Regions from separate parts of the Mus musculus genome. Here regions 2, 3 and 4 are each linked to region 1. A link is a contact called in public HiChIP or PLAC-seq data. All regions are on one chromosome and are shown on one strand. Each heading gives the region's core, a stretch centred on a gene start, on an enhancer-like site or on the middle of the called end of the contact. The rest is flanking DNA. Distances are from core to core; before and after follow the strand shown.

Region 1 (4,762 bases), core at 816-3,315:
AGCAGTCTCTCCGGGGATGCTAGGAGAGTCCAGCGGTCCCAGGGACACCTGCTGCGCTGCGTGCTCTGGCTCAGTGGGGTGTGGAAGAGGCTGGTCCTGTTCAGTCCGACAGGGATTTTAGGTCTGGGGAAAGCAGGAGGATTAGAGGAGGCTTGGGACACCTGAATCCCAGCACTTGGAGGTTGGGGGGAGAATTGGGAGGTCAATGCTGGGCAGTGGTGGCTCATGCCTTTAATCCCAGCACTTGGGAGGCAGAGGCAGGCGGATTTCTGAGTTCCAGGACAGCCTGGTCTACAGAGTGAGTTCCAGGACAGCCAGGGCTATACAGAGAAACCCTGTCTCAAAGAAACCAAAAAACAAAAACCAAAAACCAAAAACCAAAAAAAAAAAAAAAAAAAAAAAAAAAAAGCCCGAATTGGGAGGTCAGCCTCTGTTGGGCAGAAACTCCTTCAAAGCATCCAAACAATTTTGCCCCAGGCTGGGGAGATGACACAGTGGATAAAGTGCTAACAAATGGATCTGGGTAGACATGGCAACCCTGGGGAGGTGAAGACTGAGGTCTCTGGGTAAGCTGGCTAGATGACACTAGCCCTCCATCGTTAAGCCCAGGGTTTAATTGACAGAGCCTACTTTTATGAACAAGATGGAGGACAATGGAGGCAGATCTATCAACCTTGGGACGTCACAGACACGCCTACAGCCTACATATGCCCACTCGTACAGATGAGAACACACACACCCCATGACCTCACACCACATCTGTATGCTAACAGAAAAATGTTTTGCCTCCTCTTTAAAAGTTAAAAAACAAACAAACAAACAAACAAACCAAACCAAACCAAACCTGCTCCCTATTCCTACAGATCCTTCTGGGACTCAGGGGTCCCTGCAGGAACCTCGAGGTCACCTGTTTTGCAGTTTTGATCGGGAAATGTGAATAACTGTAAACACAGACCATCCCAAGTTCCCAGCCCGGGATCAGTTTTGCCACTGCCACTGGCAGTTGGTTTTTGAAGGGAAAATCCAGCAGGGCTCTGCCGTCACATTTGAACTTGACATTCTACACCTGCTTTTCCTTATCTGATGTCAAGTAGAAATCAATCATGACAGCAGGAAGCTGGATTGTCTCCAGCGTCTGTGTGACAAGGATGGCCAAGGCCGGAGTTCCTTGCCAGAGAGGGACTGCAGGGGGTTAGTGCTGATCTGGTACAAACCCTCGAGGCTCAATGGGGGCAGGATGGGGGTGGGGTGGGTGGATGGGGGCCGTAGCTATGGGGCCACACCTGTATCTTTATCCTCTCCTGCCAGATTTTACGGGTCTCTCCAGCTCTGGGGTAGCACAATGCCACTCGCCAGGCGCCAGGCCACAGGCAATCCTTGACACCCAGTGTCCATTTCAGGTTAAAACACATCTGTATGGGGCAGCCTGATGCTTTCCCAGTATCAGTGTCGTGGCTAGATGTGACTAAACAGAGACATTGGGTTTTTCTGTCTTCCACAAGCATCGGGAATAGCAAGGGAGAGCAATGTAAATAGAGACAGGCAGGCAGTGCAAGCCAGGCTTGAGGCTGATTCACGAACGCGCCGCTACGGACACCCTCACAGACATTTACCCAACCAACCTCAACTGACCCATGAAGGAACTTTGCAGAGAGAAAAAGACAAAGGGTGAAGAAGAAAGAGTACCGCTGTTTTGTTTTATTTGTTTTGTTTTATTTTATTTTTATTGCTTAGGCGATGACGAAAGTCTTTCTGCTCACTGAGAATGTTTGGAAAGCACCGGAAGCAAGAGGCTTGGCAGCAGCCCCACCCCCACCCTCACCCCTACCCCCCACCCTGAGTTGCGACTGGCCCTCGGGGACAGCCTACTGCGGTGTGTCTCCAGCCTGTTGACTAGGGGTTTCTTTTCCTGTGAGGGCGGCAGGGCTTTATTCTCTGTCACTAGTCGACTATGTTGCAAGTATCTCCGCGTCATCTGGAACTCTAGATTTTGGTCAGATCCCCTCCCTGCTCGCCTGTCCCACGATGAGCAGGGCTCGGTTGTTTCCAGCTCTCATGGTGACACATTTAGTCACAGCCGGAGGGTGATGTCGTTGAGCACGCATCTGGGGCTGTACTCCGTGTATGGAGTGCAGAGGAAATATGCAGAAATGGGAAATGAAAGTGTGAGAGTATGTGGGGGGGGGGGCATTGGCTGGGGCGGGGAGTGTTCCACCAGCATAGCCTTAGGAAACAGATTAAGAAATGTGAACCACCTTTAATCCCAGCAGGCAGAGGCAGGCAGATCTCTGAGTGTGAGCACAGAGAAACAGTCTCAAAACAAACAAACAAACAAACAAACAAACAAACAACCCAAAACCCCCAATAAACAAACAGACAAAAATAAAAAAGAAAGACAGACAAAGAGAGGAAAAATGTGAACAAAATGGAGCTGTTTTAAGGCTTTTGATAGGTACTATGGGGGTGGGGTGGGGGTGGGGGTGGGGGTGTGTCTTGCTCCATTCCATTGCTCTCAGCTTCAATGGAAACCACGCTCCTGCGGCTGAGCAATGTCCACAGGCCCAGCCATTTTTTTTTTAACTTTCCATTGTTTCTTGGCTAGTATCTTATCCACTGGCATCTTGTTTTCGACTAACTTTCTTGTGTTCTTTCTAAGTTAATGACTTGAGAGAGTTTGTTTTTTTTTTTTTTTTAATTCTTATCAGTATTGCGTGTGCGAGCACACACTCCAGCACACGTGTGGCAGTCAGGAGACAACTTTTGGGAGTCTTTTCTTCTTCTTCTTCTTCTTCTTCTTCTTCTTCTTCTTCTTCTTCTTCTTCTTCTTCTTCTTCTTCTTCTATAAGTTCCAGTGACCAAACTGGAGTCTTCAGGCTTTGACAAGTGTGACAAGTAGCTTGATGTATGTCACCAGCCCTGGTTCTAGTGTTCTCTTTGTGGTATGTGTTTTTCTTTAGTTTTGCTTGTTTTAATTCTCTCTCTCTCTCTCTCTCTCTCTCTCTCTCTCTCTCTCTCTGTGTGTGTGTGCGCACATGCATGTGTGTTGCTGTGGATCAAACGTGGGGTCTCACATATGCTAGACAGGCCCCGTCTTCTGAAGCTGCATCCCCAAACTTGTGGAGCGTTTTTATTTTTGCAGTGCAGTTCTGTGGTTTCTTCCACAGATTTGAAGCTTCGAGAACCCTCTACCTGTTTGGGTCAGGAGGACCAGAAGTGCTTAGGTGAGGAAACTGAGGGACTTGCCTTGCAGGTGCACGGTGGACTCGACTGGTACTTGGGACACCACCGGGGACAGCTCTTCAGCCCAGTCTGTGGCATCGCAGTAGAGAGAGGCTACTGAGGACTGTGGGCAAGGCGACCATAATCATGGAGGGGCTGCCAGTCAGTCAGTGTTCTTGCTATGACAGCTGACGGCTGCGGCGCTGGACTCCCAGCAGAAGCCACGTGGCACAGCTGCGGCGCGCTGGACTCCCAGCAGAAGCCACGTGGCACCGACTGTGGGGAGCGGAGGTTTTGGCTCCAGGCCAGTTAATCATCCTCTCCACTGTAGCACAGCTTGCGGGATTCCAGGTTGATGCTCTGCAGGGCTCCTGACCCAAGGGCACCAGGAAGAATCCCCAGGTCCACAGTCCCCTATTCTCCCTCTACAACTGTGCGCTGCCGGTCAGGCCGCCATCTTCCTCCCCTCTGCCTGGTGTGGCTGCACTCTAGGCCAGGCTGGACCATGAGGCTAGAACCGCTCTGCCTTCTTGCTCAGTGAATCAGGCAAGTCTTCATAGGGAGTCTCTGTGAAGGATGCTCCGGGCAGCAGCCTTGTTAGGGAGTAAAAATTTGACTCCTTTGAGGGCTGTGTTTTGCTTTCTAGATAGACACCCTGAAGAAATTGTGTTATATACCTTGGCCGTATTTTCATCTTTTGCAAGGCATTAGGATACTTCTTTTTTTTTTTTAAATATAATTTATTTTTATTTTATATGCATTGATGTTGTGTCTGTATGTATGTCTGTGTGAAGGTGTCAGAAGCCCTGGAACTGGAATTACAGACAGTTGTGAGTTGCCATGTGCGTGCTGGGAATTGAACCCATGTCCTCTGGAAGAGCAGCCAGTGCTCTTAGCCACTGAGCCATCTCTCCAGCCCCTAAAGTGATGCTCCTTAAATGATAAGCTTAACAATTTTAAGTTACTCAGAAAGCCTAGCTCCTAATACAAGCATTCTTTTCCCATCTTGTGTGCACGCAAGCTTTTCTCACCCCGCCTACCCCGGTGCACATGTGTGTGTGTGTGTCTGCGTCCGGCCATATATATCCACATTTTACACAACGAGTGGGAGATAATTGTTTTAGAACGTTTTTAAAAATAGAACCACACATTTTTAGTGACATAAACAATCTTCAAAACATTTTAAAATTTTCATTGAGATCCACTGTTGCCTGAAAGACGGCTGGTACAAGTGCACAGGAGAAGTTTTGCAAACTAAGAGGGGCTGGGGCTGTAGAGATGGCTTGGCAGTTAAGAGTACTGGCTGCTCTTCCGGAGGACCCGCGTTCCATTCCCAGTGGCTCACGACCATCTGTAACTCCTGTTCCAGGAGAGCCCGCTCCCTCTCTGACTTCTGAGGGTCCCACACACATGTGATAGACAGATGTGCCAGTGTGTAAAACAGCCATAGATGTTGACGTTAGGTCTGGCTCTCCCTCTCAGCTCCATGTTACCAGAAATAAAGACACAGGCTCAAAATATATTTACAAATACCTCGGTCATA
Region 2 (4,220 bases), core at 636-3,135, 230 kb after region 1:
GCTCTTAACCACTGAGCCGTCTCTCCAGCCCTCTGTTTTTACTAGTTCATTTTGAGACTGGGTCTCACTGAGTTGCGTAGGCTGATCTGAACTCACTCTGTAGTCCAGTCTGGCTTTGAACTTGTGATCTTCCTGCCTCAGTCTCCCAAGTAGCTGGGCTTATGAGCCTGAGCTATGAGGTCAACAGAATTTTAGAAGATTTTTTTTTTTAATTTGGGAGAAAAGGACAATGACTACCTTTGTAATTTGAGTCCGTGGATACATTCCCATTTTTAGAATTAAATTTAAATTTGAGATAATAAAGAAAAAATACATTTTTAGAATTGTTATGTTCCAAAATATCACATGGGGATTATTTATACTAAAAACAATAAGGCACTAGGAACTCCCCCTTGAGATCTGGCGTAGGGCAGCCATGACACCCCCGTTCAGAGTCATACTAGAAACTCTAGCTAATGCAATAAGGCAGGAAAAGAAAAAGAATCGCAGTTCAAGGGGAAAAAAGAGAGAAGCGTTTCTTCTCAGATTAGTTTAGGTTTTTTATGTAGAAAATTCAAAACAATCAATCACCAAATAGGAGGCCAGGCGTCACCCTCCATTGCCTTCCTGCCTCCCTCTCCTGACGCTGGCATTCTGAATGTGCCACGTTTGCTCAGAGCATCTGCTCCTTAAAAAAATAAACAAATCGTGTGTGTGTGTGATTTTTTTTTTTTTTTGTTTTACAAGACCAGCACACAGAGTCCCTGCCACTGCCCTCACCCAGAGTTCCCAACCCTTGGCCTCTCAACATTAGTTCGTTACTACCCAGCTGGACCCGCGCTTCCACTTCCACCAGTCTGCTCCTCCTCATGTACACTCTCTGCTCCTAGATGCCATCCAGGTCGTCCCCCCATGCTCAACGGTCCATCCCCTCTCCTCTGCTCTGACAGTTCACCAGTGGTGAAGGACAGAATAGGAAGGATGTGGGGACAGGACATGAAGGATGCAGACACGGGAAAACCTCTCCTGCCCTGAGAACTTGAAGCCAGGGAGATGGCTCAGCAGATAAAGGTGACTCCTGCTGAGCCTGAATCCCAGGCATCCACATAAAAGCCAAGCATGGCTACATGTGCCTGTGACTCCAGAGTTGGAGAGATAGAGACAGATAGATCCTGGGGGCTCGATGGCCAGACGACCTGGCCAAAATGGTGAGTCTCAGCTTCAGAGAGAGACCTGATACAAGAATAAGGCAGAGGGTAACAGAACAGGATGCCTGATGTCTTCCTCTGGCCTCCGAAGGAAAAAGCACATTCAAGAAAGCAAGCATGCACACTCACACACACACACACACACACACACACACACACACACACACACACACATATTACACACACACATATTACACACCACACACATACACACACACCACACACACACACGTATACACACACACAAACACACACTCACACACACACCACACATAAACACACACACACTCACACACACACATACCACACCACATACATACATATACTACACACACCATACACATCATACATATATTACACACACACATATTACACACCACACACACACATACACACGCATACACACACACACCACACACACAAACACACTCGCACACACACGCACACACACACACATACACAAAAATAATGTTCTGCAGGAAGTAAAGACAAAATGTCATCTGTCCAGACATGGGAATCTAAGGGGCTAAAATAATTGTTCTTTGGCATTTTCTGCATAATCAAAAATTAAAATCTCAGGCAAAGGGTTCTGCGTATCCAAAGGCCCCGAGACAGGGTGAAACACAGCCTCTGTACTCTAAGAACAGTGAGCAATAAGCAAGGTGGTTTGGCAGAATTAAGTGAGACTTGCTCCCATAACCACAGCAGGCAACACCCTTAGCACACATTCTAGAGGCCCCGGCCCCTGCCTGCCCATGGCTTTCCCAGGAGCTCCCGGTCTGCCTTGTAATCACCCGGTGCCCACCCCAGTTCAGACCCTGCTCTCTCCTGGACATGACAAGCTCATTGTCCCTTTTTCCTGAAGGCTACTTTTTCACAAGAGGTGTTCGGAGCCACCAGGTTTCTGTGGGCAGATGCCCCAGGGCACACGCACAAAGGCTCAATTGTCTGGTACCCGGCGCTGGACTAGCCGAGCAGGATTCTGCCCGATTCAACAACCCCACATCAAAGAGATGACGTCAAAGCTCCAGCAACCACTGAGACACAGCCCAGCCCTGGTGCCAAGGGCTCCCAGGAGGCTAATCCCACCCTGGAAGGTAAGAAGAGGGTAGAAGCAGCAAATTAGCAGGAGCTAGGGGGCGCTACTGTGCTGGGAGCCTCGACAGCATAATTGCATTCACTGAGCTGCAATTGGGAATAATAGTTAGAGAAGCAATAATCACAGGTCACACAGCCATACAAGCAGCCAGCACATTGGTTTCCCAGGCCTGCATCCTATCTGCATAGGACCCAGCCACCCAACCGCCACAGAGTGGCCAATAGAAACACCTCAAAAAGCCCCCCCACACACACACACACATAAGCCCCACCACTTAGTAGCTAGAGTCTGAGCTGACAATGGCTTTCTTGACCTTGAACTTGTGGACTGCCAAGAGACATGTCTGACTTGTGTTACATAGTCAGTCAACAACCCCTTACTGTGTCACAGACTCCAGAGAGCAGCTTACCTGTCCCACCTGATGGGGAAAGAAACACAAGGGGACCCAGGGCTGTGGGGAACAGAGCATCTCTGGTCAGCTCTAGGTAAGAGAGGAGTCCCTCCAAAGGCCCAGTGACTCTGAAGAGCTTGCTATCTCAGTCTACTTTCTGTGACTGTAACAGCATGCTCAAGACTGAGCCCGTCACAGAAAACAGAGAATTCGGTTCAAGGTTCTGCAGGGCCCGCTTCCTGGAAGGGCCTTTTCCATATGACAGTGTGGCAGAAACACAGAGGCAGCAACCCAGGACCTGATTACAGTGTAATTCTGGAACCCAGTGGAACTTTGATTTTTTTTTTCTAAGTTTACTTTTGTGTGTGTGTGTGGTTTTTCGAGACAGGGTCTCTCTGTGTAGCCCTGGCTGTCCTGGAGCTCACTTTGTAGACCAGGCAGGCCTCGAACTCAGAAATCTGCCTGTCTCTGCCTCCTGCGTGCTGGGATTAAAGGCATGCGCCACCACGCCCACCCTGTTTACTTTTAATGATGGTTCTTAAACACTTTAACCTTCCTTGTAGCCCACCACCCACCAGGAGCAGAAAAGAAAGGATACAGGGGAAGTGGACCTGTTTAGAAAGGTTCTTTGGAGCAACTCCCATCTGTGTTGTCTGGAAATTGGCAGTTCAGTTCACAGGTCAACAGTGGCAGCTCGATCCACTCACCAACACCTCATGGATACACCAGCAGTCCAGCTCGGTAGAGTCAGGATAGCAACAGCGGTGGCACGACCTAGCAGAGACAGCCAGGACTCAGTCTCAGCTCAAGTCAACAGGAGGGACCTAGAGGGACAGCAGGAGAAGTTCTCGGCTGTGCCTCTCTCAGGGAGGCGAAGATCAGCAAAGACATGAGACCCACAAGTGTTACACAACTAGTTCTATAAACAAGCCTAGCTCTCTCTCTCTCTCTCTCTCTCTCTCTCTCTCTCTCTCTCTCTCTCTCTCTCTCTCTCTCTCTCTCTCCCCCTCACTCTATGGAGTCCTATTTCTACCCTCCAAACATCACTTGTCCTCCACGTGTCTTGCCTCAGCACATGCATCTAATCAGCCTGAGTCTAAGGAAGCAGCAAGAAACTGCAGCACAGCACCAGAAGTTTTTTGGTTTGTTTCCCTCTGTGGAGTCCTGACAAATGCAGCTCAACTATGAAAAGTAAGGTGGATCAATACATGCGTGTTGTTAGCAAAGAATCCTTCATCTCATGTCCTTTCACGTGCTTGCTTTAGCAGAACATCCTCTCTCCTGTGTCTGCTTCAGTGAAATGTTCCTTCTCGAGTCTGCCTTTGCCTTTCACACCCATGTTCTCTTTAATAAAACTTCTTTCATGTGTTTGCCCCAGGAAAACACCATCCAACATAACTGACTTTCCAAAGAATTCTTAAGTTTCCACTTCACCCAGGCTAAGTTCATCCTTTCCCTCCCCCCACAAAATCCTCTCCAAGAATAACAATTTGGGTCCATTAAGGGGGGCCTCAGCCCCTGGGCCCTAACCATCTCTTAAAGG
Region 3 (4,763 bases), core at 13-2,512, 200 kb after region 1:
GCTACCTGCCTCTCCCATATAGTACCTGGTAGAGTCTCTCCATAGGGTAAGTAATGAGCTCTTAGGGTACGCAAGGACACCCTCATCCCCTCCCCTCTTCAGTTGATTCTTCTTCATAATCTATTAGTTACCATAATATCTATCACCTTACCCATTTTCCCATTAATATGTCCAATTCTATTGCTTGAGACAGTCAGCCAGCTCAGGGTTCGGTGAGAGACTGTATCTCAAACAGGGTGAAGAGCAGCTTCCGGGGGCACTCAACATCAGCCTGCGCCGAGACACGAAACAGCTTAGTGAGGTCACTCAGCATCTGTCCCTGATGTACGCACACAGGGACATAAATCCACACAAAGAATAAAGGGAGTGAGGGCCAACTTCATCAGCTCTTCTTACACAACCTTAAACAGAATCATTGTAAACATTTTAACCCAGATTTCCAGTTTTAAAGGTATGCATGCTTGAAATGGGTACCACTGTCTATATACGACTAAATTTTCAACAGTTTCCACACAGAACCACGGACATAGGCTCGCGAATCTGGATTCGGATCCAAAGCGCATCTCCCAGAGTTGACCTTCTCGTTTCTCATTTTCTTCACACACTCACAAAGCCAAGTTCTAACACTGAAGAGGTTTGGTTTTTTTGTTTTGTTTTGTTTTTAATTTATTTTTATGTTAGCTCTATAGGTGATTTGTCTGTATGTATGTTTGTGTACCGCGTGTGTGCAGTGCCCATGGACGTCAGAAGAGGATCCCCTGGAACTGGAGTCATGGATGGTTGGGAGCCCTCAATGTCTACCTGTGATACACAGAACTAGGAATGGACCCCTATCTTCTAGGAGCAGCACTTGCTCCTGAACCCTGAGCCATCTCCCCAGCTCCATTTTCTGAAATCTCTAATGATTCGTAATTTGGTTTGGGGAAGAAAGGCAGTCATCTCTGCTCCAAGATTGCAAAAGAGTTCTATTTTTAGACTTGCAAACACCAATTACAAGCAGCAACCCAGACAACATTCCCTGATTTCTGTTTCAGCTCCCTGTCCCCCCCCCCCCCCCCGTCCCCAGCCACTAGCAAGAACACCCATCTTTGTCTGTGTCCACTTAGGAGCTGAGGGTAATTGAATTACAAACTCAATTAAGTACAAGTTGGCACTCAAACTTAAAGACTGCTGCTTACCCATGAGCCAGAATAACGGAACACCTAGGCTCTTGGCCCAGAACGGCGCAGGGTGACTAAGCAGGCGAGAATAACACATTTCCCCTGAAATTTTGTTTACTCGTTCAATCTCGAGTCTGAGAACAATTCATCTGGGACGTTGTACTGTGAACACTCACCGGCTGAGACTCCACTCCTGTGGCTGGTTTCGACATCTTCATTAATTCAAGTCTGTGGTGCTGTCGTTTGCCTGCAAGTGCTTTCTGAATCATCTGACAGTCCTGGGACATCTGTCTCCATCATTTTTCTCCTTGTTGTCACTATAGAGGGAAAGGGAGGGCGGCTCTGACTCCTTAACTGCATTTGATGGAAGCAAGACTCACACTGCAGGATGATATAAAATGACACCTGCAGCCGCCCCTCACTCACTCAACAGGGTCCAGTGTATCCCAGACGGACCTCAAACTCATGGTGTACTTGAACTTCTCATCCTCCTGCCTCCACCTCTGAGTACTACTGGGATCACAGGAGAGAACCACCAGGCCTGGTTCACACCATGCTGAGGATTGAACCCGCCCTGGCTTTGCACCATGGGAGGCAAGAACTCTACTGACTGAGCTAATCCCAGCCTCAACCTTCTTTTTATATCTTCTAACAATGCAGTGTTTTAGGCCACTGGATTAGCTCCATCTTGCTACTGTCTCTCTCTCTCTCTCTCTCTCTCTCTCTCTCACACACACACACACACACACACACACACACACACACACACACACACGGAAGGGGCGGGGGAGGGGAGAGGCAGGCGGGAAGGGGGAGGGGGAGGGGGAGGGGGAGGGGGGAGCGTGTGTTCTGGAGGTCCAAATCTGAAGTGAGTCTGTTACGATTTGAATGGGAAATATCCATAGACTCGTGTTTGAACATTTTGTCCACCGGCACTGCTTTAAGAGGTTGTGAAGCCTTCAGGAAGTGGAGTTTAGCTGGAGGAAGTGGATCACTGAGGGGCGGGTCTTGAGCTTTATAACCCAAGCCACTTCCTAGTCCCTCTCTACTTCCTGACCTACCTTGATGCAGCTAGATGTGAGCAAGCTCGCTGAACCACAGCTGAGGGCTGTTTCTGCCGTGATGCCTTCCTTCCCCGACACGATGGTCTGTGCCCCAGGAAATCACAAGCCGAAATAAAGCCTCCTCCCTTGACTTGGAGTCACACAGACAAACACAATAACTAACACGGCCTCGCAGGGCTAAGATCACGCTGCCAGGAGGACCGTGACCTTTACTGGAGGACGCTTTCCAGCGTCTTCCCTGGCTTTGGAGGCCACTCACACTCACGGCTTCACCTCTCCAAACTCAAACCCAGCAAACACCAACAAGTCTTCCTTCCACTGGTTGCCCCCAGTTCCCCTTATTCATATCCGCTCCTTCTACGAATTACCCCATGTGATTACCCCAAGTCGCCCAGATAATCTAGAATGATCTATCACAGGGTATTAATCACCTCTTCAAATTCTCTTGTGTAAGGAAACATCCAGGTTCCAAGGGGTGGGGTGTGGACGGCTTCGGGGTCCAACTTTTCACTCAGCCTAGTGACACGCTCAGAAACTGCAGAATCACCCAGCCAAGAGGGCCCACGTCACCATGACTTCACCCTTCTGGATGCTTCCATCTTACCACTCCCTCTTCTTCTTATTTTAGTCTTTTCTGCATAACTGAAAGTAATGATGAAATTGTTCTCAAGAAAAAATCGCCAGTTTTCGAGGGATTGAAAAAATTAGATTAATAAAATCCAATTAATATATCTGAGACTTACGAAAGTGTCTAGTGGTCTCATGCACAAGATAAAATACCACTTTGATGTTTGTTCTGTGCTGTGGTGGCCGGGGTGGTTGAAACCACTGCGTAGCCTGGCTGCCCGTAATGGGTAGGACATCCTTGCCTCAGCCTCCTGAGGGATGCAATTCTAGGTGCACGCCACCACACCAGCTCCAAGAAATCTTCTGCTGTCTAGAAATGAGAAGTAAGCCAAACATAGCAAACACCTTTAATCCCAGCACTCAGGAGGCAGAGGCAGGCGGCTCTCTGTGAGTTTAAGGCTAGCCTGGTCTATATAGTGAGTTTAGGACAGCCAGGGCTATGTAGAGAGACATTGTCTCAAAAAAAGAAAAGGAAGGAAGAAAAGAATGAATGATGGACAAGTACAAATTTGCCTTGTTCTTTAGAAGACCTCAAATGAAGAATAGAAGCTGTGAAATCCCAGCCCTGGCAAGCAGAGTGATTCAATCAAGAGACTGAGCCCAGAGAATCCCCAGTGTATCTGAGGGTCAGGCTGGGTTCATTCCCAGCCCTGCCCACTCCCACGTGGCAGCCTGAGTCTCAAACTCTGATTCTCAAGGTAAATGGGTTACAGCAAGGGGGTCAGGTAGAAGATGCCGTGTTCATTAGAGAAAGGTAAAGTCAAATAAGAAATCCCACCTCTGCCCTCCCCCACCCTCCCCCCACCCTCCTCCACCTTTTCCCCCACCCCCACCCCATATGAGGTTTATCAGCTTTTAAATGCCCAAAAATGACTGGTAATTCTTAGTGGGCTAAAATGAAAACCCAGAATTACCAAAGGCACATCTCATGACTCTACCCTACTGAATCAGGCCCTCCTTCCTGAGCTACCTAGACAGTCGCATCTCAAAAACGTTTCCCTGGGGTGACTCTGCCACAGTTAAGATTTGCTGGTGATGGATCTATATGAGTGTCTTGAGACGCTCCTCACCAGGGTCCACCAGGCCATAGTGCGGGCCCCATAAGCTGCTTTAGAAGGCCTCAGGCCAGAGCCTGGATCCTTGTCCCCATGTCCTGAGTCTGGCCCTCAGCAGATCCTGAATAAATAAATAAATATTTGCTGAATTGATTATTTCTCTTTGTGTGTGTGTGTGTGTGTGTGTGTGTGTGTGTGCATATTTATGTGTGCGGGCACACACCCATGTTTGTGTCGTATGCTATTCCCATGCAGTGTGCAGATGCCACAGGACAAACTTGGCTGTTGTTCCTCAGTCACTGTGCACCTTGGTTTTTGAGACAGCATCTCCTACTGGCCTAGATCTCACCAAGTCAACTCAGCCACGTTGCCAGGAAGCGCCAGAGATTCACCTGTCTATGCCTCCCCAGCACCCCCAGCACTGGGGTGACAAGCACACGTCTACTCGTGAATTTTTTAAATGTGTTTCTGAGGATCAAACTCAAGACCTCAGGCTATCAAGACAAACACTTCATCAGCCGAGTGAACCATCTCCCCAGCTCCTGAACTTACCATTTCTATCCTTATACAGAGACAGCAGAATGGGGCACATCCTTAAAACACCATCAAACCAACAGACGAAAATGCTACACATCTCAAAGTGATAGAAAAAGCAGGTGTCTGATATGGTCCCTCTGACAGAGGCATCTCACCGGCCCTCTTCCACAGGGTGAGTCTATTTCCCAGTCAAGTATAACGCCAAGATTCAGGAGGGTAGAAAATTGTTCCAGGTTCCTGCAGACAGTGCTTTATTTGTATGCAAAACACAAACACACACACACACACTCGCGCGCGCACACACACACACACACGGATAC
Region 4 (4,447 bases), core at 738-3,237, 230 kb before region 1:
AAGCCCTCCTCAGGCACTTGTACCACCTTCTCTCTCTACTTGCCAGCACATCACTGGTACATGTAACCTTTCACAACCACTGTCTCCTCTCTCTTGGTAGGCTCCTTGATCTTATGAGCTCAACCCCCAGCACAGGGCCTTCATAACCATTGGGAAATAATAACCAATGCAAGCTGGAGCCAGGCTTTTAACTTAGAATGGCTCCAAGCCCTTCCTAAGGCTCCCGGAGCTCATTCATTCCTGAGCAGGGGTAGAGAATGCAGCAGTTCCCACACACACTGACTTAGAACTCCATCATGTGTGTGCTACATATACACGTCTGTGTATGTGTGCACAAATCTGCATGTACACACATACACATGCATACTTGTGTGCTTGTGCACATATGACTGTGGGGGTAAGAAGCTGGCCACATTTACTCTTTATTGCATATTTTGAGACGCAATTTCTCACTGAACCCAGTATTTAGCCAACTGAGTCACCTCAGAAACTGAGTTCAGAGAATCTTTCTTTCTTTTTTTTTAAGATTTATTTATTTATTATTATATGTAAGTACACTGTAGCTGTCTTCAGACACTCCAGAAGAGGGAGTCAGATCTCATTACAGATGGTTGTGAGCCACCGTGTGGTTGCTGAGATTTGAACTCAGGATCTTTGGAAGAGCAGTCAGTGCTCTTAACCATCTAGCCATCTCACCAGCCCAAGGGGAAACATTTCTATGCTTCTTGATGTGAGTATAGAAGTCACTCTCCATAATTCTTTGATGAAAAAGTGAAGAACTTGACGTGTTAAGTCAAGTTTAATCAGGAGCCTCAGGGTGGAAAGCTGCAGAAACTTCCTAAAGCAAAAGGGATACAACACTGTGATCCTGTGGGGGACACTATGGGAGTCACTCTGACGAGGATGCTATGCCCTGCATTTTGTGCCCATGACTCTCACCGAGTGACAACACTGTGTCCTTAGTTTTGACCCCCTTGTTTCATTTGTCCTATGAAGGGTCTTGCGTAAATGACAAAAGCTGATTTTCTATTTATTATTTGTTTATTATTCAGAAGGGCAGCCGTGTGGAAGTCAGAGAACACTTGCAGGAGTTCTCTCCTTCCATCACGTGCGTCCGGGGTTGGGAGCAAGGACCCTCAGAACTGAGCCATACGGCCTGGATAGCAGAGCAGAATCCTTCTAGCGGGAGCTGAGAGTTCTCCAGCTCTGTACCGTTCATCCAGTTTGTGAGCTGGAAGAGGGCACAGCTCCCTGACAGGCTGGTCTCAGCAACAGCAATTAAAATTAAAATGCCAGCCAGCCTCGGCGCTACTACTAGCCTAAACCCTGACCTAGACATAATTAATGTTCCATTATCTCCAAGGGAGATAAGCAAGACTGTGTGGAAAGGCAAACGCAAATATCATTAATATTGTACATCTGTGCTGGGTGCAATGGAGGGAGGGATGGGGCGCGCGCAGTCACACACCTGGTGACACCCATAGCACAGCCACGTCGCCATCGCCTCTACTGGGCGACGGGAGCTGCGGGGCGAGGTCGGGCACATCCGGCTGCCAGGTTCCTAGAAGGCTACCCCGGGTTAAGCTCACAGGAACCCGCCCCGAGAAGGTTCCTAGTATCCCGGCTAGCTGTTCCTGTCACTGTCACGTGAGGTCAGCAAAAAGAGAGAGAAAATGTTTCTTGGGGGCGGCGGATACCAAGGGGACATCAAAAGTCCCGTTCTGGAGGTCAAGGAAAGCCTCTGCCTTAAGAGTGCCGGCCCAGGGGGGGTGGGAAAAAAAAAAAAAAAGAGTGCCGGCCCAAGTCCCTCAAAGCCAGTGCCAGCCAGCCAAGAGGAGCAGGCGAATGCGCGCGCGCAGAACCCACCCCCGCCCCCAGAGCCCCGCCCACCACTCGGCGACTCCCGCCCACCCAGCTGTCAGCCCCGCCCTCCTGTCTGTGCGCCGGCGCAGCGCGCCCCCTGGGCGCGAGGAACCCAGGGAGGGCGCGAGGCGCGCGGGCCCGGGAGCGCGCGCGACGCTGGCAACCTCGCTCAGCCCTAGGTCACCGCCCGTGTCGCCGGCTGAGGCGGCCGCTGCGGCCCGCGTTGAGGGCGTGGTGGCTCCGGGTGGTGAGGGTCTGTCCGCCCCAGGCCGCGCTCGTGGGCATCCCCCCTCGGGCCTCTCCCCTCGAGCGCACAGGTGAGTCTCCCCTTCGCAGGGCGGGGCCGGGTCGCGGCCGCTCGGAACAGGTTTGCAGCAGCTCTGGGTGATGGATCCCCAGGATCCCTGAAAGTTAAAGCAGCCTCAGCTAGAGCAGCAGCTGCCCAGATCCTCCAGGAACCCCCTAGACGTTGCTAAGGACCAACCGCCTGATGCCCAGGATCTCCCCCAGCAGCTTCGGGGTAACGTCCTGCAAAACAACCCTCGCCCCCAGGTCCTTTCTCCTCCACCAGCAATTTCTCCACCCGCAGTTCGACTTTTTGAAAGATGTCAGGCCCAACCTGGCCCCCCCCTCCCGGAGGGCAGGGAAGGTGTGGCTAGTAAAACCCTCCTGGCAGCAGGTGGAAGCCCCACTCCCCTCTCTCCTCCCCTCCCCCAGGATGCAGGAATCCTCGTGCTTCTCTGCTTCCCTGGCATCTGGAAACTTGTCCGCTTCCTCTTGAACCCTTCAATAGCTGTCTGTTTCCAGGTTGTGGGGTTCCAGCTTCCGTGCGAAATCTCATCATCTCCTCTGGGGATTAAGATTCTAGCGGCTCACGTCCATGTTTCAGATTCAAACTAGGATTATGTAGAGTGATGTTTTATTGTAGGGTTTAAAACCAAATATATATATATTCGCGTCCCAATATTGAAGGCTATCTAGGACAATACATTTACTTGAACTTTTCGTAGAAGTCTCTCATCTACTAGTTGGCCAGAGAAGTAATTGACCATCTGTAGCTATGATTAGTGATTACTTTAAAATGTTATTTTAAGAACTGGGTGTGGCACACGTTTATAATATTAGCAAGTGGGAGACTAGTCTGGACTACATAATACGGTCCTGCCCAACAAAACAAAATAAAACCTATCTTAACACAATGCCATTACCTCTAGTCCAATATATCAATATGTAGTCCTATGAGATGGCTCAGCTGGTACAGACAGACACACTTACTGCAAAGCCTGACAGTTGGAGTTCCCGGATCCCGGGGATCAACATGGCAGGAGGAGAGAATCAGCTTTTGCAAGTTGTCCTTTGACTAATACCTGAGTGTTGCTGAGGCCACAGTCAAACACACATATAAACATTCAATAAATATATGTTAACAAAATAGTGTGCCGGGGGCGGGGGATGTCCACTGTTAAGAGCACCTACTGCTCTTGCACAGAACTGGGCTCTGAGTCCTAGCACCCGTATGTAACTTCAGTTCCAGGTGATCCCACCCCTCCTCTGACCTCTGAGGGCTTATGCACACACCTGATGCATGTACACAAACTCAGAAGTAAGTAAAAGGGCAGAATTTGAGGAATATATTAAGTCTCAGAGTCTGGGTGTTTATGCAGCATGCACAGTTGTTCATTTTGATGGGGATTTCACGTTAGCGTTCAGTTATACATTGGATGTGGGAGGATTATGAAAAAGATGAAATCAGTATCCTGTTACTCTTCACTGCAGCTTTCCAATTTGCTTCATTGGCAGCCAGTTTCCAAGAGAGGAGCTTTTAGTGTTTTGGGGGAACACAGATTTGATTTTTTTTTTTTTAACTATTCAATCATGCTATATTTTAAGGTTTTAAAACCTTGGAGTGCTCACTAACCCACGAGAAGCAATGCTGCATGATGTTACAGGAAGTGTGGGTCCAAAGGGGGGGTGGGCAGGCATGAAGATACTATAACTTAGAGCTCCAGACCTGCCACCCAGCTCCAAAAACCTACACAAAGCTCAGCCTGGCCTAGAGTGATGTAGTTCAATGGTAAAGCCCTTGACCGGCATGCTGGAGATGCCAGGTTCAATCCTCAATATGAAAACAGAGAAACAGAAAAACCCTCTCGCCATTGAGCTGCAGTAGCAGTGCCCTGAAGAGAACCGGCTCTGCTCGGGTGTCTGAGTTACATGCAGCAAACGGAATGGAGTCAGCTACTCTCCACAGCCTTGGCAGGCGGTGTTTACATTTCGTCTTTCTCATACTAACACACCGAGCAGGAATGTCACCAGTGATAGGGACAGTTATAGATTATCAATAAAAATGCGGTGACTTTAGGTCTTGAAAACAGAATACAGAAATGTAATTTTTAGGTTTTTAGAAGTTTATGTGTATGAGTGTCTTGTCTGCTTGTTCTGTGAGCCACAGACATGCCTGGGGTCCTCAGAAGTCTGAGGAAGGCATTGGCTATCCTGGGGTTGTGAGCCCCTGGGTGGGTGCTGGGAACTGAACCCAGGTCTTCTGCAAGAGCAAAAGCCATCTCTCCAGCTCCAGAAGGAT

What was found. HiChIP or PLAC-seq counts read pairs in DNA pulled down with a chosen protein or histone mark.
Region 2: an HNF4G HiChIP or PLAC-seq map of pancreatic cancer cells shows a contact between it and region 1. The contact joins two enhancer-like sites. A contact is called at or near these places in 4 of 15 datasets of contacts at CTCF or cohesin (CD8 T cells, the NIH/3T3 cell line and embryonic stem cells), 19 of 484 Hi-C or Micro-C datasets (the 3T3-L1 cell line, the C10 cell line, CD4 T cells and 14 more) and 25 of 115 datasets of contacts at active chromatin or transcription factors (the 230-238 cell line, CD8 T cells, the HPC-7 cell line and 19 more).
Region 3: an H3K4me3 HiChIP or PLAC-seq map of bone marrow-derived macrophages shows a contact between it and region 1, with 8 times the contacts expected there. The contact joins two enhancer-like sites. A contact is called at or near these places in 3 of 15 datasets of contacts at CTCF or cohesin (the NIH/3T3 cell line, embryonic stem cells and large pre-B cells), 8 of 484 Hi-C or Micro-C datasets (bone marrow-derived macrophages and embryonic stem cells), 18 of 115 datasets of contacts at active chromatin or transcription factors (the HPC-7 cell line, the NIH/3T3 cell line, T-cell acute lymphoblastic leukemia and 12 more) and 1 of 9 other capture datasets (embryonic stem cells).
Region 4: a contact with region 1 is called in an HNF4G HiChIP or PLAC-seq map of pancreatic cancer cells. The contact joins the promoter of Rcan3 here to the enhancer-like site in region 1. A contact is called at or near these places in 2 of 39 promoter capture datasets (both in liver), 3 of 484 Hi-C or Micro-C datasets (CD4 T cells, the G1E-ER4 cell line and liver), 2 of 115 datasets of contacts at active chromatin or transcription factors (effector CD8 T cells and pancreatic cancer cells) and 2 of 9 other capture datasets (adipose tissue and liver).

What each region holds. Positions count from the first base shown.
Region 1 is chr4:135,200,699-135,205,460 of GRCm38.p6, reverse strand. No RefSeq gene overlaps it. Among named protein-coding and RNA genes, the nearest start is that of Runx3, 51 kb to the right of the region's middle. Within about 2 kb of position 2,065, at least 161 of the 459 cell types and tissues checked have an H3K27ac peak or open chromatin away from gene starts, as enhancers often do. A contact at or near this core is called in the G1E-ER4 cell line, adipose tissue, bone marrow-derived macrophages and 3 more, where this site is marked.
Region 2 is chr4:134,973,461-134,977,680 of GRCm38.p6, reverse strand. No RefSeq gene overlaps it. Among named protein-coding and RNA genes, the nearest start is that of Syf2, 45 kb to the right of the region's middle. Within about 2 kb of position 1,885, at least 50 of the 459 cell types and tissues checked have an H3K27ac peak or open chromatin away from gene starts, as enhancers often do. A contact at or near this core is called in pancreatic cancer cells, where this site is marked.
Region 3 is chr4:134,995,655-135,000,417 of GRCm38.p6, reverse strand. No RefSeq gene overlaps it. Among named protein-coding and RNA genes, the nearest start is that of Gm42327, 53 kb to the left of the region's middle. Within about 2 kb of position 1,262, at least 70 of the 459 cell types and tissues checked have an H3K27ac peak or open chromatin away from gene starts, as enhancers often do. A contact at or near this core is called in bone marrow-derived macrophages and pancreatic cancer cells, where this site is marked.
Region 4 is chr4:135,431,345-135,435,791 of GRCm38.p6, reverse strand. Rcan3 (regulator of calcineurin 3) reads left to right here and starts at 1,987. Exons shown (of 5, transcript NM_022980.4): 1 at 1,987-2,180.